Regions from separate parts of the Bos taurus genome. Here region 1 is linked to region 2. The links are chromatin contacts, called in public Hi-C maps. All regions are on one chromosome and are shown on one strand. The core of a region is the stretch at or near the end of the contact, and the rest is flanking DNA. Distances in the headings are between cores, read along the strand shown. Region 1 has its middle 45 kb from the start of PTPN1. Region 2 has its middle 3.3 kb from the start of CEBPB.

The links. Hi-C and Micro-C count contacts between places; a contact is called where the count stands out from the background.
Region 1: a Hi-C map of liver shows a contact between it and region 2, with 2.1 times the contacts expected there. The contact joins two enhancer-like sites. A contact is called at or near these places in 5 of 11 Hi-C or Micro-C datasets (blastocyst, liver, skeletal muscle and 2 more).

What each region holds. Positions count from the first base shown.
Region 1 is chr13:78,488,106-78,490,861 of ARS-UCD2.0, forward strand. No RefSeq gene overlaps it. Among named protein-coding and RNA genes, the nearest start is that of PTPN1, 45 kb to the right of the region's middle. Within about 2 kb of position 1,311, at least 14 of the 102 cell types and tissues checked have an H3K27ac peak or open chromatin away from gene starts, as enhancers often do. A contact at or near this core is called in liver, where this site is marked.
Region 2 is chr13:78,207,684-78,210,383 of ARS-UCD2.0, forward strand. No RefSeq gene overlaps it. Among named protein-coding and RNA genes, the nearest start is that of CEBPB, 3.3 kb to the left of the region's middle. Within about 2 kb of position 1,383, at least 6 of the 102 cell types and tissues checked have an H3K27ac peak or open chromatin away from gene starts, as enhancers often do. A contact at or near this core is called in liver, where this site is marked.

The DNA of each region.
Region 1 (2,756 bases), core at 61-2,560, 280 kb after region 2:
TTGAATGCACCCTTCAGGAAGCTTGAAGACCGGCCGCTCTCAAGCCAAATCAGGCTTCAGACATGTTTTGTTTTGGCCATCTCAGGGTTTTTAATTTTTTAATTAATTGTCATTATTTTAAAATTCTAGTAAAGGGAAAGGCTACCCACTCCAGTATTCTGGCCTGGAGAACTCCATGGACTATAGTCCATGGGGTTGCAAAGAGTCAGCAACGACTGGGCGACTTTCACTTTCACTATTTTAAAATTAGGAAATTTCACATTAGAAATCTGGATCTCTGGTTTCCCTGACAGCTCAGCTGGTAAAGAATCTGCCTGCAATGCAGGAGACCCCTGTTCAATTCCTGGAATAGGAAGATCCCCTGGAGAAGGGACCGGCTACCTACTGCAGTATGCTCGGGCTTCCCTGGTGGCTCAGATGAACACTTGCCTGAGGTGCCGTAATAATGGCAAAGAATCTGCCTGCAAATACAGGAGACCTGGGTTCAATTCCTGAGTTGGGAAGATCCCTTGGAGGAGGGCATGGCAACACACTCCAGTATTCTTGCCTGGAGAATCCCGTGGATAGAGGAGCCTGGAGGGCTATAGTCCATGGAGTTGCCAAGAGTCGGACACACCTGAGCAAGGATACCATCCTTGCAAAATTGGGCCAGCTCATGTGCCAGGAAGCAACGTGCCAGGACTGACAGAGCTGAGCCACCTGGGACCGCAGTCTCCACTGCTCCCCAGCGCATCTCTGGTGTTGAGGGCGGGCGTCGGCTGCCATTTATTACGGCACTTCAGGCTGGTGTTCTTCTCATAGTATAATTGCAATGAAAATGAAAAATCTCGTGTACCCGAGTTGCCATCAAAAGTGGGGAAATGAAAACACATAGAAGGAAAACTGGGAGAGACGTTACTTGTTTGTGGAAGGAGAGAATGTCCCTATGGATCTGAGGCGTACACAGTGCGTGCTTTCCTGAGGGACCGCAGAATACAGTGCTTGAGGGCACAGGTGCTGGGGCCTGAGGACCGGGTCCCGGCCCCGGGGCTGCTGGCTGCGCGGCCTTGGGCAAGTCACCGAGCCTCTCTGTGCCTCAGTCTCCCCGTCTCTAAGGCAGAGATGGAGTCAGTTCCCACCTCCGGGTATTAATGAGTTCCCACGTGTGAAACTCTCTGTGTGTGAGCCAGGACTGACTTTGGTTGCTTTGTGTGACCTGTACAACAGGGGTTCTAGACCCGGGCCATTCGGCAATGCCTAACGACTCAGGCTGCCACAGTGCGTCCCTTCCAGGCTGTGGCTAGTTAGACAAGGGTGTGTCCCTAGCGCCTCCCAGTGGCTTCATACCGAAACTGCACGAAGCTCTGCAGCCTGGAGTGGTAGTGGGGAATAGGGACTGACCCCAGGGCCGTCTTCATCCAGACTCAGTGGGAATGTGGAGATTTAAGGTCGTGAAAGATGGTAGCAAAGGCTTAGGAGACAAAATGACATGGGTTTGGATCCCAGCTCTCCCACAGAGCAGCAGGGAGACCTTGAACAAATCCTTGACCCCTCTGGACCTCAGTTTCCTCAGCTGTAAAATGGGTATGATGTTACGCCAGTGTTGTGGGTAGGATTATATTACGTAACATGCATAGACAGATGGCGCCTACTGGATGCTTCATAATCCTCCTCTCTGACACGGGTGTTCACCTACATCCAGAGCCATGGGGATGAGCTTCCAATGTACCAGAATGATTTTTAAATAATTCTCAAATAGTTTTGCTAGAGGGGTGGGATGTGATGCGGGGTGGGAGCTTCAAGAGGGAAGGGAGACATGTATACTTATGCCGATTCACACTGTCGTTAACAGAAATCAGCTCAACGTTATAAAGGAATTGTCTTCCAATTAAAAATAAATTTAAAAAATAATTTTGCTTCACAGGCACATTTACTATATGGAACGGGATCCACAACATATTGTCAAATAATCTCAGGCCTGAAAAACATGGTGCAGAAGGGGATTTCTGGTGACATACCTGGATTTCAGAATACATACATGTGTAACATCTGTGAGAAACAAAGACCTAATTTTCTTAGTATATAAAGAGCTCTTGCAGATGAAGAGACAATTATCCGATAGAAATATAGGCAAAGGATGGGAATGCTTTACTACCAGAAAAGAGACACAAATGGCCTTTAGATATGTGTTTTAATTCCCAACGTAAAGGAAGACTATGGGGATTACAACCACGGTGAACACACTTTTCCCCTATCGGCAAGGCCAAGATGGAGCGGTCAGATAATAGTTGGTGTTGGCTGGAGTGTGGGGAAACCAGGGCTCACGTCAGTCATTGCCCTGAATGTCAGTTGGTAGGCATGACCTCAGAAAGCATTTAGACAATAAGTGTTAAAATTTAAAAATGCACCTGCCCTATGACTGGGCAGTTCAGGGGCTAAGAATTCATCCCTACGGAAATAGATCCGCATACATGGAAAGACTCCTGTGAAAGGAATACTAATTGCAGCATTGTTTGCCGCAGTCAAACACTGGAATCAGCTACATGGTATCATCGGGGACTGGTTAGAAAAATTATGATATTCAGACAATGGAATGTGTGAAGAATGCTCTCCTAGTGCTGATTGGGAAAGATCTCCAAGGTACATTATTAAGTAAAAAACGAAACCAGTGCAGAGCAGGGTGTGCAGTATGCTTCTCTTTAGAGAAACAGCTACAGGAATCCATGTACATATTTGCTTATCTACACTCTGGATATCTGTGCAATGATCCCCAAGAA
Region 2 (2,700 bases), core at 133-2,632:
AGGGCCTGTGCTTGGAGATCGGGGTATCAGGCCTGGCTCGGGGGAGGGGCAGAGGAGTGCTGGGTCAGGCTTTCAGGGTGACTCAGTCCCGCTGAGTGCTGGGGAGGAGTGACTAGGAGCCCTGCTTGGGGAGGGCCTGCAGGGCCTCCGGCTGGTCCTGAGTGCAGGGCTTGGGTTTGGAGGGGCTTGGCGGGTTCTGATCTCTGCACAGTGCTTGGGGACCCAGTCCACGGGACTGTGACTCTGAAAGAGAAGGGGTACAGGTCTTGGTCCTACTGAACCCAAGTCGGAGCAGACTATTTCGAAAGTGAAGCCGGGCAGGGTGTTTAGAAAATAGTGTGTGTGCGTATGTATATTTTTAAGAGAGTAGCCTGGGTGTGTGGGTGAGCTTGTGTTTGTGTGTTCTGGCCAGAGGGAGGGGAGAATCCAGAATCGGGCTCTGTTGGGGAGGCGGGGGAAGGGTTCCTATACGTTCACTCCTTTTCCTAGCACCACCTGTCCTGCTTGTACCTACGGTGGACACTGAGGCCTAGGCTTACCTGCTCAAGGACGCTGAGCCCAGGTGTGAACCCAGGACTGCCGTCCCTGATTCCCTGTGACAGAAATGGCCCCGGGCAAGGCTGCGTCTTCCCTGCCCCCTGCTACACTCCTGCCTGCCCCTTTGCATGGCTCCTGCACCCCCGTTCCAGCCCTGGATGGCATTCCTGAGAGTTGAGGATGTAGACGGAGGGGTTTGTGGATACCCCTACAGCGTCCCACGGTGCCTGGCATGCAGGAGGTGTTATATAAGCGTTTGCTCTTGTTATTATTTTTCGCTGGGAGGCTCCTGGCATTTGGCACTTGAATCTTCAGCGCAGCGCGAGTGTGGCCAGCGCTCGCCAGGGGCCAGTGTCCAGTAAGCCCTGGACCTGCCCATCTCATTTAAATCTCACAGCCACCTTCAAAGAGGTTGCTACCATTACATGGCCTGCTTTCAGAGCTGTGAATCTGCCTTTTGGCTGTCACACCCGTAAGGGTGAGAAATATGTTTGTGGGGGGAGCCCTGCTTTAGGAATTCAGGGGTTGAGGGAGGGTGGAATAGGGGGGCTTTGTAGATGAGTTTGCTGAGGACCTGGGATCTCAGGAGCAGTTGGTGATACCGTGGTTTGAGAAGGGGCAATGTGCTTCCTCTCCATTGCCCTTTGGGTGCCTGGATGTTTCCCCCCCTCCCCGTGGAAGCCTGTGGGAAACAGACACTCAGCCCCCACCGTTACGGAGCCAAGGACCAAAGCAAACGCCACCTCCCTAGCCCCGCTTGTCGCCTGGGCACTGGGCACACGTAACTTAGGCCCTGGGCAGCCCTAACCCCGCTTGTCGCCTGGGCGCTGGGCACACGTAACTTAGGCCCTGGGCAGCCGGAAGACTGATGGGAAGCCGCAGTGTCAAAGTCCGCTCAGTACCAGCACCAGCACATCAGCTCCTGCCTCTGGGATTTACCTGCTGAGGGGCAGAGTGGGTGGGGGGCTGACCTCGGGAATGAGGTAGCTCAGTCTTTGGCTCGGGGGGTGGGGGGAGGAAGTCGCCATTTAGGAGGGAACCTCTCCAATCCTCGCTCCTTCATTCGTGAAGAGTTGGCTGGTTACTGCCACTTCTCACCCATTTTTTGTCACCAGAGGATGCAAAGGAGGTGAGAGGCAAGAAGTCTGGGCAGAGAGTGGCCCCAAGCTCCTGTTTCCTGAGCGCTGCTGCACAGCGAGTGTGGAGTGTCACTGTTCACACACTCAGACCCTCCTATCATTGACACAAGCACCCGGGGAAGGGGCTACACTGGTTTGACAAAAGTAAACTGAGGCCTATGGTAGCGGGGTTACTGCTCAGGAAGAACAAGGGTGGAGCCAGTTAGCCAAGTTCGGCTCCGAAGTCTCTGGGGAAAGCTTGGGGATGAAAGCCTGGTTGGTAACCTCAGCCCCCACCCAAGTCCTGGGCCCTGCCTGGAGGAATCCTTGCCCCCCAGCTCATGCACCTCGAATGCCGGAGTTTAGTGACTTGCTTATGGTTTCACAGTTCGGAAGCAGCATTAAAGGAATTTAAACCCGAGCCATCTGACGGCCCTTGAAGAGGGCTTGGAGAAACAGTTAACAGGTTGAGGGCTCTGATGGTGCTCCAGGCGGCACATGAGGGCACTGTGGACAGAGCTGTGCCCAGAGGACTTGGGGATGTCATAAATGGGGGACACCCACTGTATGCGTGTGCATCGCCAGGCTGCAGGCTCACAGGGAAGAGGGAGGGTCTGTTCAAAAGCTGGGAAACGAGAGAGAGAGACAGAGAGAACAGGATGGGGTGAAGCAGGAGGAGGCCAGGGGTGTGCCTCAAAGAGCGGGAATCACAGTGGGTGCACACTCGTACTTAGAGTGAGCAAGACCTACGCACAGATGGATTTGCTGGTTTCTCCCAGCTGCCTGGTCACGTTAACCACAGACCCATTTAGTGGGGTTGACCACTGAGGCTAGCTGGAAACCCTCACCAATGTTTGCTTAGGACAGGAGAGTTGACAGAATACACTGGTGCCTTGTAATCTTAGGCAGTTGCCCCACAGCCGGGCGATTTTTACCAGGGATAGAAGTGAGTGTCAGAAATTGAAGCTGGAGACACTGGTGGGCGCCGGACCCTCTGCTCACCACGTACTGGCTTATCAGCCTCTTGGAGGCCCTGGCTTTTGTT